2 separate regions of the Mus musculus genome follow, and region 1 is linked to region 2. Evidence: chromatin contacts called from public promoter capture Hi-C data. All regions are on one chromosome and are shown on one strand. The core of a region is the stretch at or near the end of the contact, and the rest is flanking DNA. Distances in the headings are between cores, read along the strand shown.

What was found. Promoter capture Hi-C pulls out the DNA fragments that hold promoters and counts their contacts.
Region 1: a contact with region 2 is called in a promoter capture Hi-C map of liver, with 2.3 times the contacts expected there. The contact joins the promoter of Sdhaf1 here to the promoter of Actn4 in region 2. A contact is called at or near these places in 2 of 39 promoter capture datasets (erythroid cells and liver).

The regions. Positions count from the first base shown.
Region 1 is chr7:30,319,430-30,325,057 of GRCm38.p6, reverse strand. Sdhaf1 (succinate dehydrogenase complex assembly factor 1) reads left to right here and starts at 2,683. Exons shown (of 1, transcript NM_001033140.3): 1 at 2,683-3,649. The coding sequence starts at 2,729. The coding sequence ends at 3,085.
Region 2 is chr7:28,960,709-28,965,676 of GRCm38.p6, reverse strand. Actn4 (actinin alpha 4) reads left to right here and starts at 3,345. Exons shown (of 21, transcript NM_021895.3): 1 at 3,345-3,658. The coding sequence starts at 3,494.

The sequences.
Region 1 (5,628 bases), core at 1,434-3,933, 1.4 Mb before region 2:
CTTGCTTCCTCTAACAAAGCCATACTTGCAATAGTGCCTTTCCCTGATGAGCAAGCATTCAACCTACGAATCTATGGGAGCCATTCCTATCCAAAGTGCTCTTAAGCCATCTCTCCAGTCTTCCTCCTCCTAAGACGGGGTCTTAGGTAGCCCAGGCTGGCCTTGAACTCCCAATCTTCCTGTCTTCACCTGGAAAATGGTGGGATCGCAGGCATGTGCCACGATGCCTGGAAGAGCTTTCTGATGTGGGTCTGGCTATGCTCCCCAGTGGCAGAGTCATAAGCTGACTCCCACCTAAACACAAGGTGGAGGGGGTGTGCACACAGAGGGATTGGGCCTCTTCCAACTACACAAGCCAGAAATGGCACAAATCACTGCCTTCCACTTCCCACACATCAACACTTTGTAGAGCTTTATCATCTGACTACAAAGGAGATGGAGGGTACATCTTTAACATAGCAGTCAGGTGCACAGCTAAACATCCTCATTCTGGGGGGGATGGGAGGTGGAGATTTGAAGATAGCGACAGCTTGATTCACAGACCCCTGTTGTGTCTGCGGGGCACAGGTGCAGCCACCATTCCAAGTTCCTACAGTTTGGCAGTCCTGGTGGGGAGCCAGCATTTCTGTCTCAGTTTGAGCAAAAGTCTCAGGGCTGATCCTCATTGTCCCAAAGCTATTTTCCTATCTCTAAACCAATCACATTAGCTGGCTGATGGGACAGGTCTTGGGACATCAGTCCACATCTGGAAGCAGAGAGAAAGTATGTCACTTAGGAAAGCCCCACAAACTGAGAGCAAGACTAGTTCCCCAAAGGCAGATGGAGGGGTTCCAGGTCAGAAAGTCTTAGGGAGAGCAGGGACAGGGGGGACAGTATGTGTTTCAAGTTTTGTGACTCTCGAGGCCACAGGAAAATAAAACAAGCCTGTTAGATGAAGTTGTCTTAGAGGTAAAGAGCCACTTGATAGGAAATGAACGGAAGTTTAAAACCCAGAGGGAGCCTGAGAATCAAGAGGATTCAGTAAGAGGAGCAAGCTGAAAGAAGACATATCTGCACTGGTGTGGCCATCATACAGTTGACAGCACTGACCACTTCAGAATCTTTTTGCTGTTTTTGTTTTGAGGGAAGAGTATGGCTATGTATCCAGACTGGAATAACAGGTACAGCACCACAAGCTGGTTTTATTCAATGTCGGATCAAACCCAGGGTTTCATAAATGCTAAGCAAGCAAGCACTCTGGAATGGAAGATACATCTCTGGCCCTGTACAGCATAAATCATAGAAAACAAACAATTAAACATTAAAGTATGTAGAGTTGTTCCTGGCATAAAGTAAGAGTTCAGCAAACAACTTAGATGGAAAAATAATAAGACGGGGTTTGGGAGTTTGGGGGAGGGGTTGTTTTGTTTTGTGTTTCAAGACAGGGTTTTCCTGGCTGTCCTTGAACTCACTCTGTAGACCAGGCTAGCCTTGAACTCAGAGATGTCTGCCTCTGCCTCCCAGGTGTTGGGATTAAATGTCTGCACCACCAGGTAAAACAGATTATTATTAAGACATAGATAAGAAAGATGAGACAGATTCATTTAAGTTGTTTACTGAACATTGACTAAAACTCCAATCCCCTAAATTCCCTCCAGCTCACTAGCTTCCCTCCCCCAGATACTTACTCATTCCCACTATCCTGATATTCACACTGTTCTCTCTACACTCTCTCCTCCTTCTGTTTTCTCTGTTCACTATCTCCTGCTATTACGTTTTAAACCTGACAATAGTTCTGCTATACTGCCTCAACCTTCATTTTGTAGCTCATGACCTTAGTCTGACCTAATGTTCTTTGACTATAACATCATGTTGCTGTATGGAGCCTCGAGACCTATGGAAATTCCCTAGACTTCCTGCCTCTAGACCCAGCCAATCAGCTTAAAGGTCATACAGTACGGCTTTGTCTAGATAGCCAAATGCACCTGTTCGTGGGTTTTCCCATATAAAAACTGGCCCTGAAAACTGGCTAGGGTGTGCATCCCTGATTAATCAGTGTTGATATGTGTGTTCAGTAAACCGTTCCGATACCCTACTGACATTGGTGTCTCCCAGTGGTTTGTGTGGCTAATCCTTAACTTCAACAATATTCTCTCCCCTCTCGCAGACAGCCCTGGCTATGCAGTCTACTTCCTCTCTATTTTGGACTCTTCTAGATGCCTCTGGCTGTCCTCTCTCTCATATCTACAAACAAACAAAAAGTTTTCGCTTGGCCGTACCACGGAGCGGTCATGTCGTCAGTTTATGCACGTTCCAGCCCCCAAAATAGTAAAGATCTTTTTAAAAACTGCTCATCCCTTCCCAATATCCCTCTGCCTTCTGGTGAGCCCCGGGTTCGATCCCTTCGCTCTCAATCTTCCGAGGGCTCAGAACTATCTCCTCCTACACTCTTTCCAGAGTCTAACCGCTTAGGCCCTTCCCCATGCTTCCACTCAAGTTCAGAAATATCCAGGACTGTAAGGCACTCAAAAACTACTCTTTAGAGTGGCCCGGAGCACCAGAGACTCCGCCCACTTCCAGAGCCAGCCAAGATGTACTGCAGTACTGGCCAATCAGATGCGGCAGCGCCGGTGAGCAGGAGGCGGGACTTCTGGCAGACGTGCCAGTAGCCCTGCCCGTTAGCTTCTCAGCACTGTGTGTCGGGGCGGTCCTTCCGGCCAGTGTGGGGCCTCACCGCGACGCCGCGGTCATGAGCCGGCCCAGCCGGTTGCAGAGGCAAGTTCTGAGCCTGTACCGCGAGCTGCTGCGCGCCGGGCGCGGGACGCCGGGCGCCGAGGCGCGGGTGCGGGCCGAGTTCCGGCAGCACGCCAGCCTTCCGCGAACCGACGTGCTGCGTATCGAGTATCTGTATCGCCGGGGTCGGCGCCAGCTACAGCTGCTGCGTTCGGGCCACGCCACGGCCATGGGTACCTTCGTGCGCCCGCGGGGTCCGGCTGAAGAGCCCGGCGACGCGACAGCCCCGGGGACCAGGCTGGATGATGGTGGTGCCCCAAAGAATTCTTGTGAAGATACAGGGGCGCGGGAGACGCGATCCGATGGACGGTGACAGACAGACCTAGAGGAAGGTTCCTTCTGACAGTTTGGGGAGGATCGTGAACTCATCTAAATGGAAGCTGAGATGTCTTGAGAGATAACCGAATTTTCCCGATGCATAGTGAGAGATCAGACACTCCCTCACCAAGGAGGTTCCGGGCATTCTGTGGCACTGGCGGACTGCATAAGACATGCTGTGATACACCAACCCAAAGTCAAAGAGAGAGCACAGGCGCACTTTCTCCTCCCATCGGGGCCGTGGCACCTCTTGACAGACAGCTCTCTTGACTTCTTAAGAACACACCCACCTCCTCACTCCCCGCCCCTTGCTGTTTTTAACGTGGAGAAGACAGACTTTTTGCCGCGCTCGTTTAATAGAATACCCTGATGAACCGTGAGAAACTTGGCAGTCTGACTCGTTGTGAAGAACCGGGTTCATGAGGGAGATTACACTAGCTCATCTCAGCTGATGAGCCTGAGACTCTTGGAGAATCCCTAGTCCCTACTCCTGTTAGTCCTCAGGATTCTTGCATAAAGGAAATAAAAGTGAGGTGTGCTCACTTCCTTGTTGTCTTAACAATCTTGTTGATTCTTTTATTAGGGGTCTTTGCTTTTTCTTTTGAGACAGAGTCTTGTTATATAATATAGCCTAGGCTGGTCTCAGCATTCACCTCCTTCAGACTCAGCCTTCTAAACTCTGAGATTATAGGCATGTACGGCCATGCCAAGGTTGAAGAGGCAGGTGGGAGCAAAGGGGACCCAGCTAAGGCTTGGTGTGTGACAGAAAAAGATTCTGTGACACTTTTTACATAAGACTTTGACCTCACTTGCGTAACCCCATCACAGGAGGCTAGCTCTCTGCTCATCTCTCAGCTTCAGTTTTATTTAGCAAGGTGATCCTGGTTGCTTTAGTTTTTGTTCTTTTTAAGACATGGACTCACTTAACCCAGGCAGGCCTCAAACTGGTCATGTAAGGGATAATGGCCTGCAACTCCTCCCTTCTCCTCCAGATCACAGGCATGTTCTACCACAACATATGTTTGTTGTTTGTTCTGTTTGTGGCCTTGTGCTTGCCAAGCAAGTGCAATAACCACAAGGATTCACCTGCAGCCCCGAGGTGACCCTGTTAATCATGGTGCCATCTCAACTCCAGAGTTATGGAAGTAACTACAGAAGACCTACTGAACCTGTGCCCTTTACATACCCCAGCCTCCGTCTCTTCCTGGCTCCAGGGGCCTGAGCTACATAGAGTGACCTTGTCTCAAACAAAAAAAGAAGAAAGAAAAGGAGGGAAAAAGGGCCAGAGAGATGGTTCAGCGGATAAAGGAACTTGGTGACAAGTCTGACTAGCTGAGCTCAAATCCTAGGGACCGCACAGGAGAAGATGAGAACTAACAGCAATTTGTCTGATGTCCATCTGCCTGTGCACACACACATTGATAGAAAGATAAATGCATAGATAGATGTATTTAGGAAGACAGACCATAATGAGAGATTCCCTGACACACCCCTTAGCTCCAGGTTTGCACTAACTTATGTGGGCTCTTCTAGAAGCTACTGCCCCCCAGGCCTCTTCAGTCCCCATTTTTGCATTTCCAGTAGCCATTCCAGTTTACTTTGCAGACACACTCCCTTCCCAATGGTTAGCCTCCATGATTCCAGCAGACCTGACTATGGCTCCTCCTGAAGGTGGAACTCGTGGCCTAAGCCAGGGGAATCCTTGGGACTTAGGTCTGGAAGTTTAAAGGGAGAGCTATCTTATTGGCTGGTAAATTGATAACGACAGTCTGGCCACTAGGAAATGGACAAAGACAAAATGGATGGGGGCAGAAACGAATACATCATTTAGGATTTAGTTGTGCCAGGAGTCCTGAATTTCTCAGTTATCACACAAACTCCATTAAGTCAGGGAGGACTTGCCCTTAGTCACTCGCTCCTGTGTGGCTTTGTCACGGGGTGTGGCTATTCAGGAGATGTACATTCTATGTGCAGCTTGGGAACAGCTCAGGAAGGAGGGGCTGTGTTCAATGAACATCGGGCTAGCACAGGGCCTTGCTCTTGTGTCTGTCCGTTCCCACCTCTTCCCTCACACCTTAGATTTGAGGAGATCAGGTTGTCAACCCTGGGAATTTGGACTAGAGATTTGGATCAATGGTGGACCATTTGTCTGGCATGCTCCAGGTCCTGGGTTTCATTTCAAGCAACACAAAAGAGAAATATTAGCTAGGCCTGATGACACACACCTGTAATCCCGGCCCTCTGGAGGTTGAGGCAGAAGGTTCAAAATTAGCAGGGACTATGTGTAAAACTACCAAGGCGGGGGAAATTATTCTAGGAAGGAGAGTGACTGTCTCAGTCCTGAGCTAGCAACTGCCCAGCCTACATCCATCTGTGCAGAATACGGGAACATCTCCAGAATGGATGTGAGACAGGTGTTGGCAGCATGCCAAAAGCACCTGCCCCAGCCTGGCACCTGCGTCCTTGGCAGGTGCCGTCTCTACTTTTCTTTCTTTCTCTCTCCCCAGCCCCCAGAAACAGGTGTTCATGGGAAGAATA
Region 2 (4,968 bases), core at 2,096-4,595:
TCGTAACTCACTCTGTACACCAGGCTGGCCTTGAACTTGAACTCACCACAGAGATCCGCCTGTCTCTGAGTCCCCAGTGCTGGAATGAAAGGCATGTGCCACCAGGGCAGGTTTTTATTGTACCTATGAGGGAGAGTACAGCCGGAGGCATCTGGAAGAGTCTAGAGCAGGGAAAGTAGTAGCTTAAACAAGATTAGTAGACTGAACCAGACCATGAAAGGAGGGGTGGGGGAGGAGAGCAAGAGAGGAGAAAGAGAGAGAGAGAGAGAGAGAGAGCGCAAGCAAGCAGAGAGTGGACAGTGAAGGAGGGAACCAAGAGCCAAGAGGGTCAAGAACTCGCACACTGAGAAGCAGGGTGATAGGAATGAGGAGCACAAAGAGGAGCTGCAGGCACTCACTGAGCCTAGAGGCCCGCGTGCCCTCTGTGGGCTAGGAAGCACCTCAGTTAGCCATTTGTCCTGAGTTTCTTTTGGATCTGACAGAACCCCATTCCTTTTGTACAATTTTTTTTTTTTTACATATTTAGTATCATTATGTTTCCTTTCTTTCTTTCTTTCTTTCTTTCTTTCTTTCTTTCTTTCTTTCTTTCTTTCTTTCTTTCTTTCTTTCTTTCTTTCTTTTTGGTTTTTCGAGACAGGGCTTCTCTGTATAGCCCTGGCTGTCCTGGAACTCACTCTGTAGACCAGGCTGGCCTCGAACTCAGAAATCCATCTGCCTCTGCCTCCTGAGTGCTGGGATTAAAGGCAGGCACCACCACGCCCGGCATGTATCTTTTTGTAAAAGGGCATCCGTGGATGTCAGGACAACTTCTGGGGGATGGTTCTTCCACCTTATGTGTGGTCTGAAGGATTGAATTATGGTTGACAGCCTTGGCCACCAGTACCTTACCACTGAGTTTTAGCTAATGAAAAATTTTTTAATTACTAAGGAAGGGCGGGTCTAGACCAGGAAAAAGCAACCCCAGCAGCCCGTCCAGGCTTTCTGACTTCTAAGCGTGGGAAGCACAGGAGAGCAGGGAGGGAGGGCTGTGGTCCGATTCAGGTGTCTGACCCAGCAGTGCTCTGCTAAGGCTATGGAAGGCTCTTCTCTGAGTTCCACACCAGGCAGGGCTCGAGGTAGTGAGATCCTGTTAGGAGGGGGAAAAAAAAAAAGACAGAGTGGGGAGGGGAAGGGAAGAAAGAAAGCAAAAGAAAAGGAGGGACAAGAGTTTAGGAGGTGGCGGGAGGTGGGTTAGTGGCCAAAGGTCATCTGCTACACTGTGAATTAGTGGCCCGCCTGGGCTACAGGCCCTGTTTTGTTTTGTTTTGTTTTTAAAGCTTTTATTTATTTATTTTTTATATATATGACGAGTACACTGTAGCTGTCTTCAGAGACACCAGAAGAAGGCATCAGATCCTATTACAGATGGTTGTGAGCCACCATGTGGTTGCTGGGAATTGAACTCAGGACCTCTGGAAGAGCAGTCAATGCTCTTAACGGCTGAGCCATCTCTCCAGCCCCTCTTTTTTCTTTTTTTAAACAGTTCCTTTTTCTTTCTTTCTTTCTTTTTTTTGTTTTTTTGTTTGTTTGTTTTTGTTTTTGTTTTTCGAGACAGGGTTTCTCTGTAGAGCCCTGGCTGTCCTGGAACTCACTCTGTAGACCAGGCTGGCCTCCAACTCATAAATTCATCTGCCTCTGCCTCCCAAGTGCTGGGATTCAAGGTGTGCACCACCATGCCCAGCTCAGGCCCTGTTTCAAACAAAACCAAACCAACAGCTCCAAATGCTTCAGTTGTTAAGGAGTTTGCAACCGAGCCGGTCAACCTGAGTCTGACCCCTAGGACCCCAGGTGGTAGAAGCACAGATGAGCTCTGACCAGCACACATGACATGGGCACCCCTGACCCACACAATAAATACATGTAAATTTCAAAGAAATCAAACCCAAAGGCTGGAGGCAGAAGAGTGGGGGTGGCAGGAAGAAGGCTTGGAATGGTGGCTGCTGGCTGCCTCTTTGTAAGAAGCCCTATAAGGGAGGATTAAGGTTTCCTGAGCAGCTGGAAGCAGGAAGTCACCTTTCAAGATGGAGATGGCCCCTCTGGTTATCAGATGGCCTTCAATGAGGCACTATTATTATTCCGTGTGTGTTTCTTTTCTCCTCTACCTACCCCCACTTCCCCCTCTGAGACTGGGTTTTTCTGGCTATCCTAGAACTCACTCTGTCTATCAGGCTGGCCTCAAACTCAGTGCTCTGCCTGCTTTTGCCTCCTGAGTGCTGGGATTAATACACCACCATGCCTGGTTTCCATAATTCTTATTGTTGCCCATCTCTCCTACAAAGTTAGTCGTTTGATAACTGACCTGGCTTACCATGCTGTCCGTAGTTGGAAAGTGGCTGCATGTAGTAGGTGCATAGTATTTGCTGCGAGAATGAAGATAGACAAGTCCAAAAGGACCCCTTGCCTTCCCTGCTAACTAGCTATCCCAGTCCAATCTAACTCGACGTATCTTTGAAAGAGTTTCTTTAAATATCTACCTTTTCCCTTTTCCCAGAAGACTTTACAAATCCAGCCCATTCTAGAGTTTCTTTTCTTTTCTTTTTTTAAGACAGGGTCCTCATGTAGCCCACACTAGATTCAAACTCGCTGTGTACTAAGTAAGTCTGGCCTTGAACCCTCCTGTCCACACCTCCAGTTGGGATCTAAGGTATGTGTCACCATGCCCAGTTATTTGTTTGCTTGTTTGTTTCGAGACAGGGTTTCTCTGTGGAGCCCTGGCTGTCTTGGAACTCACTCTGTAGACCAGGCTGGCCTCGAACTCAGAAATCCACCTGCTTCTGCCTCTAAGTGCTGGGATGAAAGGCGTGCGCCAACACTGTCCGGCCCACCATGCCCAGTTTTAAGCTCGATTATTTATTTAATTTAAGACTGGTCTTCCTGTGTAACCCAAGCTCCAACATGTTATCTGTCGTTCAGTCTCTGCGGCCTGAGAACAGAGATCCCACGTTCCATCGTGCAAGGTTTATAGTATATAGTTTCGAAAGGGTGGGGACTTTTCCTGACTTCTTTAATGCCAAGGCAGAAAACACGGTCTCACACATAGCAGGCAGCCAAATAAATCTTGATTATGTCTGAATGGCTGAATGGGAACACATTCCACCCCGAAACAGGTTAAAGCCGGATGAGGAGCCCCGCCTTATGAATCATTCATGACTTGGGCCCCGCCCACACGGGGTGACGCGCGCGTTCCCGCTAGAAGCGCCTGGGCTCCCACGCTGGGCGGGCAGCCGGAGGTGCGTTCTGCGCCGGCGCCGAGAGCCCGGGGCCTCCTCAGGTGCGCGCGCGCGGGAGGGCGGCGGCGGCAGCGCAGTGCGCAGGCGCGGCAAGTGAACTGCGCAGGCGTCAGTCTTGGGCGGGCTGAAAGCAGCTGAAGCGGCGGCCGAGTCGGAGCCTCCGGCACAGGGGCGGGAGCTGAGGCGGTAGCGGACCGGCTGGCGGGCTAGCGAAAGGCGGCGGAATGGTGGACTACCACGCAGCGAACCAGGCGTACCAGTACGGCCCGAACAGCGGCGGCGGCAATGGCGCGGGTGGCGGCGGAAGCATGGGCGACTACATGGCCCAGGAGGATGACTGGGACCGGGACCTGCTGTTGGACCCGGCCTGGGAGAAGCAGCAGCGCAAGGTGCGCGGCCCGTGACCCGGGCTGGGTGGCGTCCTGCGCGTGGCGGGGAGGCCTGGAGGAGGGTCCTGGGAGACAATTGGCGGGTTCGGGAACGGGTTTGCAGTCCCGGAGAGGGATTACAGAGCTTAAGGAAGCAATTGGGAATCTGGAGGGGGAGGGGGGAAGTGGCGGCCAGGTAGGAGACACGGGGAACTGGGACAAACGAGATGATGATTCGGGAGGTTGCAATGGAACTAGGTTTTAAGGCGAGATTGTTGGATCAGAGGAAGCATTGATGGGGCCCAGGCAAGCAATGGGGTCCAGGAAGGGAATTGGTGAGCCTGGATAGTATTTGGTTTGGGAATCCTAGTATGGAGGAGATAGTCTGGAGTGCAGAGAGTCTGAAGAAGAGATTGGAATTGCAGGAAGCCTTAGTGTGTGTGTGTGTGTGTGTGTGTGTGTGTTGGGGGGTGGTTCTAGAAGAGATGAAGAATCAGGAAAGGTAAAAAGGGGGCACTAAGGAGAGGATTGTGGAATCCTGAGACAGGGAGGGGGGCCTGCATGGGCTAGGGTGTGTGGTGAGTAGGTGTTAAGATGGTCTGATGGGACTAGGGGTCTGAGAAGGTAGGTGTTCAGGACAGAAGTTAGGGGCCTAGGAACAAAAAAGATGTTTGTGTGAGGAGGGTGAGATTTATTGAGGGCGCCTTGCTGTAAAAAGAAAAGGATAGGGGCGTAATTAGAATTGATGGGGAGACCCAAAAGAGTGTGGGTGCTTTGAAGAAGGGAGAGGTAGTGAAACAGTTAAGGTTCCAGGTTCACGGGGAAATAGTTCAACAGTGAGAATAGTGGAAGACAGTAGGAGCAGGGATGGAGGATAATGGGAGGGGGTTAGTTTGGGAAAATGGAAGTCTGATTAGGAATGCCTGATTAAAAGACTTGGGGGTTCATTGAGTGAGGAAGAAATGAGTGTTCTGGGAGAGTAGTGTCTTTTGATGGGGAGGGTAGGTGAAGGGGTATTAAAATAGTATTTCCTGATGGTATTTAGGAGTGTGGGGGCGATGCTAAAGGGAAGCCACAGTATGGAGTGGAGGTCAGAGTAGGAGGCCAGGAGTGGAGATGTGTTGGGTGGTTGAGAGGGAAGCTAGGAGTGATGGGAGAGAGGGTGTGAGTGTATGCAGAAAGAGCTAAAGAAGGGTGTGTTGAGTGGGTGAGAATGTGGGGGATGGTTCGCAAGAGTGTGAGGAGAGTGGGAAATTAAAATTGAAGTTAGAAGCTACTTCATGCTTTCTAGAGGTTGAGACTTTTTTGTAACTTACTGATGGGCACTGTGA